Regions from separate parts of the Sus scrofa genome. Here region 2 is linked to region 1. A link is a contact called in public HiChIP or PLAC-seq data. All regions are on one chromosome and are shown on one strand. Each heading gives the region's core, a stretch centred on a gene start, on an enhancer-like site or on the middle of the called end of the contact. The rest is flanking DNA. Distances are from core to core; before and after follow the strand shown.

Evidence for each region. HiChIP or PLAC-seq counts read pairs in DNA pulled down with a chosen protein or histone mark.
Region 2: an H3K27ac HiChIP or PLAC-seq map of alveolar macrophages shows a contact between it and region 1. The contact joins two enhancer-like sites. A contact is called at or near these places in 1 of 47 Hi-C or Micro-C datasets (embryonic fibroblasts) and 1 of 2 datasets of contacts at active chromatin or transcription factors (alveolar macrophages).

The regions. Positions count from the first base shown.
Region 1 is chr15:127,630,974-127,636,539 of Sscrofa11.1, forward strand. No RefSeq gene overlaps it. Among named protein-coding and RNA genes, the nearest start is that of NYAP2, 600 kb to the left of the region's middle. Within about 2 kb of position 1,923, at least 15 of the 83 cell types and tissues checked have an H3K27ac peak or open chromatin away from gene starts, as enhancers often do. A contact at or near this core is called in alveolar macrophages, where this site is marked.
Region 2 is chr15:128,153,422-128,159,135 of Sscrofa11.1, forward strand. LOC102164493 (a long non-coding RNA gene) reads right to left here. Exons shown (of 5, transcript XR_001301648.2): 4 at 510-666. Among named protein-coding and RNA genes, the nearest start is that of IRS1, 150 kb to the right of the region's middle. Within about 2 kb of position 1,715, at least 25 of the 83 cell types and tissues checked have an H3K27ac peak or open chromatin away from gene starts, as enhancers often do. A contact at or near this core is called in alveolar macrophages, where this site is marked.

The DNA.
Region 1 (5,566 bases), core at 673-3,172:
ATCTGAGCAATTTTTGGAAATGATGCAAAGCTACCCAAGGGATCTTACGATAAGGCTAGGAATTTACTCTCTGAAGAATTCAAGCAAAAAATTTCAGGAAGAATGGAAATGACTTTCATAAAACATTGTATCAGTTCTTCCTGAATTGAGTCTAGTGTACTGATTTCATTTTACTGTAACATCTTCTAATTGGACTATTGCAGGGCATTTTGAACTGAGGGCAATTCCAAGTATGATGCCACATAATCATAAAGCACAAGAAACTTGTTCTTTATTCTAAGACTCAGGAAACAGAGAAACAGAAGGCTTTTGATAATTTGCCACTATGGTGGCCACCTGAGTAAAAGTATCATCTCATTAAATAGCTCTGTCTACTCTCTATCATCTCATAAAATATCTCATGTCTAGCTGATAACACTTAAAAGTTGAATATTCTCCTCTATTTAATTCTTGTCAAGGGACAATCACTCCCTAGAACCTGAAACAAACCAGAGTTACTACCAGGGGCAAAACCAAAGTCTTAGGGTTTTTTGTTGTCTGATTTACAACTGAAACTACTTCCTGTCTTGTTTGTGACTCAGTTTGCTTTGTCTTCTTAGCATCCAACTTAAAACTGTAAATTTACAGCTCACTGACTGTGGTGTCAAAACACATTTTCTGTTATTGCTGTAGGAAATCAACTCTTCACAGTAACTGACTTCATGAAGGCAGATATCAAATTCAGTTACAGAAATTAAACAAGGATTTCTACATTTTCACAAAGTCCCAACCTTGCTTATCTGTAAGTACTCTGATGGATCTTTGAAATAAAAACATGATTACACACAGAAGTGACGGGTGATATAGCAAAGGCCTGAGACTGGGTCTGGTCTAGAGAGTGGGAGTTTAGTCTCCCCTGTTTCACCAATTTTAGCTGAAAACTTATTTGGAAAATGATGAAATTTGACTGAATCTTAGTTCCTTTCAGCCATAAAAATGGGAAGATTGAACTGGCTGGCCCTAACAGATATTTTCCAGGTTTTGCCTTTTATGAAAACAAAGCAACCTGATGAAATATGTGGTTAGAGCTGATAAATGAAAGATACACTCCACTTGTGAATGACCTAGAACTTGCAGTAAAATCAGAGAGAAGATAAACACACTCAGGACAGCAAAGCCAAGTGAAAACGGCAGCTCTGACTGAGACAGTCTCATTAGGAAACCATTAGGGACTAAACTTGATGGAGTTTCTTCTCTCCAGACAGCGTTTTGTCAGAGTATTTAAAACTCTTTTCTCACACCAGTCCTAGGAGGTAGATGCTGGCCCATTTGACACATGAGGAAATTGTTCCTTAGCATGTCCAATTCACATTACTGGAAAAAGATTTAAACCAAGCTCTGTCCAGTCTAAAAGTGAAAGGAGGTAACTGTAAGTCAGATACTGTATTCTGCAACAAACAAGCCAAATCAAACAAACAAACAAACAAAAACAACAGACTCTAACTCACAGCAAGACCCTCTTTCACAGCCATAAGTGGGCATACTCAAGTCTTTAAAAACGCTTCTGAACAAACAAAAGTACGTGTGAGCTCTTTGGGGCTGAGCAGTGCAGCCACGGTGGAATGTTGTGGCAATAAAAATTACAGAGAAGATTCATGGCTTTTCATCCCATGCCCTCATCCGCAGATGTCTGTGGGATGAAAGCAGAAGTCACTGCCAGCCACCAGAGTCCTGCAGTTCTGACACCCTGTAATCCTTAGCTGGATTCCTCACCTCCCTCTTTATCCATCAAGCCTCCTCCTGAGGCTGCTTTATGGTACACATTTCACTTGAAAAAACGAAGTCACATTGCAATTAATTTCGCCTTGAGAGTTTCACAACATCCTTAGGAGATCACAATAACCCCAAGGATATTGTGCAATCTGGGCTGGGAATCTCTTGCTTAAGTTCTAACTTTGTGAAAGAGAAGCGGGTGAAAGTGGGAGAACCAATCTCCCCTTGCGTCTGCCTTAAGGAGAAGAATGAAATGAACAGTTAATTCTGGTAAAAATTTATCTCATCCAAGTTATAATGTTAATGTTCATATCTTTTTGCAGTATTTCTCCAGGCAATGAGCTTTTGCTCACCCTGAAAAAAAGATCATGTTATTCTGTGTCCCCCACCCTCCACCCCCCCTTTCTAAGGGACCTGCCTTCTGTACCCTACCCTGACTCATCATTGCTAATTTAAAATAATGCAAATAAGCAAATACATGACTCAATAAATGTGATGAGTAAGGAGAAAAGGGTGTTTGGCTAGCAACCCAGTCCTACATTTTAATTAAAAAGCATGTCTCACACACCATCAGTAAGTTTTCAAGTGACCTGTCATGACCAGTTCTAATCGCAACGCAAGCATGTCATTCACTCTTTCATAATAAATTGGCAGGTTATGCTAATACAAGGAAGGAAGGCTATCAATTTTGTGTTTGCCAGACAGCCTATGCCATTGATTTCAAAATTTTGATGCCCTTGGAAAAGGAAGATGCTTAAGGACAGGGTTTCACAAACAGAATAAAATGTTACAGGAGGATAATCAATTAGATATAGTTGAAAAATAGGTGGAGAAAAACATTGCAAAATATTATGCTTTCCTAATGGTCAAATGCATGTATTCAATGTCACCTCCTTCAACAGAAGAGTCTGTGATAATAGCAAATGTGTCAGTTATTAAGACTGGGTAATTGACATTTTCTTATAAGTATTTGACTAAAAATAGTCATAAATATTCAACTGATGGGGAGTCAAATTTTCTCTGTTCAAGAGACAAAAAAAAAACATAAAACAGAGTAATATTAATTGCTCCAATAAAGTTCTTAAAATTATCATACGATTCCTTGTGTTTTCTTCCTATGTGACAAACTTCGAGGGAAAAATTGGTTCAAGTTAGTTGACATTCTTACATAAAATGAGAGTTTGCAATGGCAATGGGAATTTGGGCACTCATAGGAGAATCCTGGGTGTGTATATGGCCAGGTAGGACCATAAGTTTATAGCTTAATATGCACAGTTAAGTACATATTATATTTTACATTTATAGTCAAATCTAGTTGCTTGTCTTTAGTTAAAAGATTAGATTTTTGTCTTGAAGTCCACTTTCAAAACACATGTAAATTCCTTTCATAAAACTGAAAAAATAAAGTATATTTATGCTACACTACTTATGAACAGAGCAATTGCCTATGTCCATCAGTCTGAAAAGGAAACTATATAGCAAAGCAAAGCAAATTAAACATTTAAACCTTCCACTTGCATTTAACTATTTTTAGCTTATGTAGAGTTAATGCATGCACACACGAACATACAAGCATATCCAGAACACCCAAACACAAGTCAACCTTACCCAAAATATGGCAAACAACTAATTACTTCTAGAAATTCTGAAAACCGCTATTAAACTGACATTTAGCACATTTGATAAGTGTTTGTCTTTTGATATTAACTGCTTATTGTATGAAATTGCCATATAACTTGTCACCATTCCAGCATGGTGAAAAGATTATTTATTAAAAATAGTCTTACTTGGGTAATTTCAAAAATATTAAAATATAATTTTTCCCAGTTGTTAGAGCTCATATAATAATGCAATGATATGATACTATATGCTATATGCTATAAAGTCACTCCATGATTAAATTTCTTAAGCTTACATATAATTTCCAGATAATTTTTTAAATGAACAAATAAATAGTTGCTTTCAGATATGCATTTAAAACACTCTAAAAAATAAAACATTCTAGAACGAGATCATTTGGAAAATATTACAATTTTTGTTAAGACCTCTTTTCCTGAACATTTACAAACTCGGGGCTTAGCGAATTTTCAAAAGTACAATGTGTACTCATTTTCTAGGTTCTTCTTTCTCATTGTGGTTTTAATCTCCCTATAATCCTTCAAAAAATTAGTTTCATATTTGAAGCGATACTTGTTTTGCATATGCAAACCTATGGGATTCAGCCAATGGGTAAACACAGGTCACATTCCTCCATCTGTTATCATCCTGATTTTCTCAACTTTTTTCATAAGCAAAGCAATAGTTAAAAATAAAATATAAGCCATCAGTATGTTACCTGTAACAGGTGCCAAGTAGATTCTCACTCCCAATAGCTACCTCATATTAGCTTAGTCCATTTCCTAGTGGGTGCATTTTTGATTCTAGATCAAAAGATTTTTTTTTTTAATGGAAGAACCAATCTTAAGTGTTTTACAAAAGCATGTTCCTGTTCAGAGTTAGTTCATCAAAATGCATCCTGCCAGCACAACACCCTTTAATGCTCTCTTGTGTTTTGAAGCTTTAAATGGCCCTCTCCAAATGCATCTACAGTCTGAAATTAAGTTTGTTTTTCTCTCTTCTTTTCTTTAAACCTCTGCAAGAATAAGTAATATTACTAACTGGCTTGAGATATGATCTTTTAAAATATATGTGGCATTAACATAATTCTACAGTGCAAAAGTACAGAAAAGACTAAAAGAATGAGGGCAGAGGAGAGCAATCACATTTACTCAGACCTTGCATTATGTTGGACGTTGGTGGAATGAATCCAAGATGGAATTAAATCCAAATGTTTCCTGTTTTCTTCCGATTCAATAGCTTCATATTTCCTTCACTTCATGTCTTCCACAAGTTTCATATTTAAAATTGTCGTCTTTGAAAACACTGAACATATTTACGGCATGTCTGTTTCCTGATATATATTCCAGTCTATCATATTGTAGTAGTTACTAGACAATAAGAGAGATCTAGGATTTATGTGTAATATAGAAATTTAAATTAGAGAGGAAATGCGTGTCTATCATGCCGACTTCAAAATAAATCTTCCCTCTTATCCTAAAAGATACGACAATATTTGTCAAGTTATTTTTCCCTACCTTCACAATATGTTTACCCACTAAATTGCAGAAACAACCAAAAGACTAAGTTCATGTTATAAAGGTAACTGAAACACAGGATTAAAAAAGCAAAAATAGAACAGAAGGAAATATAGGGCATAATGAGAGTTAATGTAAAATCCACATTCCTATGGCTATAGTCACATCAAGAGATTTACTTACAAAGCATTTAAATCTTTCATACGATGAGCTAGGTATTCTTAGCCCCTGCAGATTATAGATGTTAAATAACTGGCCTGAGGTCACACAATTACCAAGTAATAGAATCATAATTATTTCAAACAATCAGATTCTAAGAATTACATTTCTCCCTTCTCCTTTGAATAATTCTGTATATGTTTCACTTCATTGTTGTTGCAAAAATAAAAAACCCCATAAAACAAACCAAAAAAAAGATGGAGACGAGAAGAAATAGAAAAAGTAAAAGAAAGAGCAGGAGGAGGAGGAAAGGAAGGAAGAGTAGGAGGAAAGAAATGACCACTCTCTCTAAATAACACATCAACCTAAATCATGCATTAGCAAGAGGGTGTTTATAGCCTCAGCCCAATTCTTTCACTGCACACTAGCGACACTTTGTTGGCTCTTCCCTCTCAAATTCAAATGTCAATGTAATGACTAACTCATGTGAACTGTCTTTGTTTCCCAGAGATGAGCCAGCC
Region 2 (5,714 bases), core at 465-2,964, 520 kb after region 1:
CTCTTTTTCCTTTTCTTCTTCTTCTTTTTTTTTTTTTTTTTTTTTTTTTTTTTTGGTTTTCTTAGGGCAGCACCTGCAGCATAAGGAAGTTCCCGGGTTAGGGGTCCCATCAGAGCTGCAGCTGTAGTCTACACCAAAGCCACCACAAAACCGTATCTGACCTACACCACAGCTTGGGGCAATGCATGGTCCCCTAACCCACGGAGCAAGGCCAGGGATGGAACCTGCATCCTCACGGAGACTGCGATGGTTTCTTAACTAAGCCACAACGGGAACTACAAGGATGTTGTTCATTTCTGATTCACGCATTCGACTGATCTCTTTTGTCTCTGTAAAGAAAATAATGTTGGGATCTATATAGACAGGTGTTTTCCTAACAAGAGTCCCTGAAATATTATTTCCAAGATTAAGAAAAAAAGAAAAAAAAAAAAACTTTTAGGCAGCCTGCCTTTCTGGGTATATATTGTTATAAACTGACAAAGTCCCTGAGGGATGTGGAATAAACTCACCAGGAGAGAGTTTCTGGGTGAGCCCTAACTCTTTCAGCTTTCAGTTGGGTCAGAACAGTTGCACCAGGAACCCCTGCACCTGTGTCACTTTGCAAGAGGTGATCTGCATGCCAGCAGGTCTGAGGCTAAGACGTGGATGGAGCAGGTACCAGAGAATCTGAAAGAAGGAAGGAGTCAGGGAGTGAGGAGGCCAGAAGAAAAGGTGTGGAATCTGCCTCCCACCCCACCCTCCGGACACCCGCCTCTGGCCCCCAGCTTGAGCCTCTGTGGAGAGAAGGCAGCTAAGGAAGCCAGGCGTGGGGGACGCTGTTAAACTCTGAGCACGGGGAGGGCCTGAAACTAAGGAAGAAAACAGTTTTTCCACCCCCTCCTCGGACCCTAGTTTCTGCTACAAATGGCAGCACAATCTGGCCCCTGAGCCCAGAGAAGCAGTCTTCCCAGGGGTGGGTCCAGCCAGAGGTCCCTAGAGGAATTGTTACAGGCCCAGGAAGGACACGCACCCATGACAAGGAAGGGCACTTTCTGGGGTGGGGGCTGTTAACATTTTCTAGGAGCTTCTGATGATAGAACTGCTGTCCTTGGGGTCTTCCGGTGCCTGTAATTCCACCTAGAAGCTGGGGAGCTCCAGGCATCCTGACCCCTTTGTATGTTAAGAAACCTTCTGGTTTCCTCTTCTTTTTTCCCCCAGGCCATACTCACCCCACCCATCTGGTCCCTCCAGAGGAATCAGCTCTAAGAAGGGCGTAGCTGGCCTGCGGGGCCTTTCTTATTTTAATTCAAGAGACTCAGTGGGTGGCAGAGTCAAGGCCCCCCCCACACCCACACACCGGGCGGTTACTGGTTGTGAAACTAGGCCTGTAAAACGGATGGTCAGACTCGGGTTGGGGGTTTTGCTAGTTTAGGGAGTTCCCGGTGTCTTAAATCACCCAGAATTGTTTACTGCAAAAGGCAGCCGTTTAATCTAAAACACAGACAGGCATAACTGCAGCCTTGCGCGTCTCCGCAGGTCTTGGCCGAGCCCATCTCTTACATCCTAAGCACTCTGAGTACCAAGTGACCTGAATGGCTCCAAGCCAAACAGTAATGTTTCCTTTCGCTGTTGTTGAGAAAGGCATTCAGGAAAAAAATTGAGCGCAATGAGGGCCTTCCTGTTCCGGCCTGTGGGCAGGCAGGCGTGTGAACCACCCAGCAAACGTGGAGTGAGTCATGCTAGCAAACAGGGAGCTTCCTTCGCCTTTGTCAAAGTCTCTCTGGAGGCCGCCGCAGGCAGGCTGCCCCACTGCCAATGCTCCAGGAGCCAAGCATCTTTAGAATCCATTCCTCCTACCTCACCAGGCACCAGGGGTTTCCTTGCTAACCACAGTCAGTGCTGATGCAGGGAAATGTCCCCAGCATGTTTTGCTTGGGAAAGGCCTTGACCTTACGTTTCCCTGCAGCCTAAAGTCACTTCTGCAAAGGAACTTGCAGAACCCCACTGGAGTTGCTCTAAGAAGATGCAGCATGTCTAAGTTTCATGGGCTTTTCATTACGTGGGTACACATGGTACCTCAGCTGTGGTCTAACACATACGGGGCTAATTGCAGGCCAGCCAGTGGTAGCTGCCCATGGAGGGCCAATAGCTGATGGAACTCTAATAAAACTAGTTGTATACAGAATTAATTACAATGAAGCCACACCTTACAATATAGTATGACCTTTAATTTTCCAGGCAATACAACTTAAATACTAAGAGTTGCACTGACATGTCCTGGATGCTTAAAAAATGCCTGGAGGGATATGGAATAGCCAATAGTTGGCTGGTAGTAGTAAAGGCAATTCCCTCTCTCTCTCCATCTCCTTACTTCCCCTCTCCCTCTCCCCAACCTCTAGAATTATTCTTTCTATGAATGGAAAAAAATATTCCATTTTATTCCTCCATGAATCCAAAGTTCCAAAAGATCTTTCTGAGTACAGTCCAATAGAGATGATAAACCTGACATCATTCCCTGTTCTAGGAGTGACTCCTTAACCAAATGTCCCTTAACCAAAAGTTAAACCAATTGATATTAAGTTTTAAAGCCTCATAGGACATGCCACCCCAAATATGCCACTTTGGTAACAGCACTTGAAAACAGCAAATGCAAAATTTCTGCACTTTTTCCTGTGTCTTGATGGTTTATTATTTTGATGCAAATGTGAGTTTGTAGTCCCATGAGAGTAAATAAATGAATTTTCTTTTTTGTTCAAAAAAAAAACCACAAGCAAACAAACAAACAAACAAACAAAACCCAGCACCTGAAAACAGCAAACGCAAGGAGGAGCTTTCTCTGGATTTTCCTTATCTGCCTCAAGACAGAGCTTCCAAAAGGAACTCAACTGTAAATCCCTTCCCCAGGAGTTTCATCAACCAGGGAAGATGGACTCATCACAGGAGGGGAGACTAGAAGTTGACATCACACCCAAACTTTGTCACAAACTCTCATGTCTCCCATCTATTTCTCGAAAAGCCCATTTCACTTTTTAAAAAATCGCTGAGATAGTATTTAAGCCTGAATTCTAAGCCGCTTCTTTGAGATACTCACTTTTCCTTGGACATCTCCCATGTATACGTAAGGTCTACATGTTAATAATTTTTTCTTATTAATCTGTCTTTTTTTTTTTTTGAGCCCTACTAATCATTTAGCCAAGGAATACCAAATCTGAGCAGACAGGGTTTTTGTTTTCGTTTTTTGTTTCTGCCTCCTTGTTTATTTATTTTATTTTATTTTTTTTTGTCTATTCTAAGGCTGCACCCACGGTTTGTGGAGGTTCCCAGGCTAGGGGTCTAATCGGAGCTGTAGCTGCCGGCCTACACCACAGCTCACAGCAATGCCGGATCCGTAACCCACTGAGCGAGGCCAGGGATCAAACCCACAACCTCATGGTTCCTCATCGGATTCGATTACCACTGAGCCACGATGGGAACTCCTAATCTGTCTTTAACTACAGAGGTCTTAGCTAAGAACTCCGAAGTGTAAAGGGAAAATTGTTTTCCCCTCCTACAGTTTTAAGTATCCCCTGTGCCTATGCACATAGAGTTGCCACTAGCTGTTCATGTTTTGATAAAATAAAATTTAAAAAAGAGATTCTGTAGTACTTTACTTAATACTGTAGAGTGTTTTGAAATGGTCATGAGTTTTTGTTTTTTTGTCTCTTCCAGGGCCACTTCCCACGGCATATGGAGGTTCCCAGGCTAGGGGTCTAATCAGAGCTGTAGCCACCAGCCTACACCAGAGCCGCAGCAACGCGGGACTGGAGCTGTATCTGTGACCTACACCACAGCTCACGGCAACGCTGGATCCTTAACCCACTGAGCAAGGCCAGGGATCAAACTCGCAACCTCATGGTTCCTAGTTGGATTCGTTAACCACTGCACAAGGATAGAAACTCCGGTCGTGAGTTTTGAGTCTAACAAAACTATATTTAGGCCCGATCTGTTCCATTTCCTAGCTATGCCACCTGAACATTTGACTCCTCTGGGCCTCAATTTCCTCATCTGAAAATGGGGATAATAACAGTGCCTGCTTCACAGGGTTGTTGGGAGGACTAAATGAGATGATTAATACAGATCATTTTATTTAGTGTCTTGCCCAGTTCTCATCATCATCTAATCAAATTGTCATTGGATTAATTTTTTTCACTGGAAGTCTAATGAGCTGGGCTTGGCTGAGCCGAAAGCATAATGTAAACCCCTTGGAAAGGCTGAGCATCACTCTTCTGCCAAAATAAAACTAGACGTCTAAAGGGGGTGGATGTTTCTGATGAAGGATAGGAGTGATTCGTCAATCAAAAAGCAGTATTTTTTTTCAATCATAATAGAAAATATTTTAAAAATGTGTGCACTGGGGGGAGGCAGCAAAGCCCCTGGATTTTTCCAACAAATTTGTTAATCATTTCAATTGAGACATAGTTCCTAGAAATTTACATATTTAGTCCTCCAGAACCTTCACCTGAACATGGAAATATTCACTGTGTTACACTAAAATATCTGCCAGATTTGTACACTAGCTGGGTTCGGTTTATCATTAGAGGACAATCTAGGATACACGTTCTCTTTCCTCTACATGAAAGAGTCTTAAAAAAACACAACGTTGTTCCACCAAATACATTCAAAAATCCACTCTTGTAGGGCAGGTGGCAGCCACTCGTTCACCTGGACCAGTCAATACTCTTGTTGGAAGTTCCCCTGTGGCACAGCAAAGTAAGGATCCAGTGTTGCTGTAGCTGTGGTGCAGGTCGCACCTGTGGCACGGGTTCAAGCCCTGACCCAGGAATTTCCACATGCCAAGGATATGGCCAAAAAAGAAAGAAAACTTACGTTAAACTGAGCTATTCTGAAAAATCTCAGAAGTACCTCAAGTTGGAGTGGATCTCATTTCTGAGTCACAATCTACATCCCTGAGACTCAGCTCTGATCTCAAGAGTTTCATGAAAGAAAACATTTCTACAAAGCCAACAAACCCCAAACTTGAGCAAGATTTCAGCCTTGTGGCCAGAAAATTCAGAGCGATTCAGGTTAATAGAGCCAACATTTTTACTAATGGTCTTCTTGGTGGGCACAGTTCATTTTTGGCTCTGTCAAGTCTTTTAGAAACTGAACCACAGGAATAGCACAGATGCTGAGTAAATCAGATACTTCCTGTGGTTTGCACTTCAAAGGCAGCCACAAATTCTTAAGGTATGATTCATAGTCATCAAAATCTATGAATCTTCTCTGAAATTATTCTTTCACTTCCACTAAATACCTTATAATTCTTCAGATAAGTGACCCCACTGAGATCAAGGAAATTATGAATAGGAAATTTCAATAGGAAAAGAATGTAGTTGTCACCTGCTTAGGCCACTTGGCCTGTTAAAACCTGCATTCGCCGCTTGAACAAGAATAAGAAAGAAGCCAGGGCCCACGCCTTCTTAAACACTTAAGGGGTCCATGGAACACCTATTTACACAGTCATTCAAAGCCTAGTGTCTCATGTCATGTAAGTTTCTATGCTAAAATTGGAAGGTTCTACCAAACTACTAAACTCTATTCTAATACATATGTCAGTTTTGAGCATTTAGGGACTATACTCTATGAGAAATATTCTAGGTCGAAGAAACCTATTAATTTCACCAACAGAAATAGCCTATTTAATCCTTTGCTCCAAAACAGGAAGGGACAAAATGCTCAGCAAGTCAATATCAGTA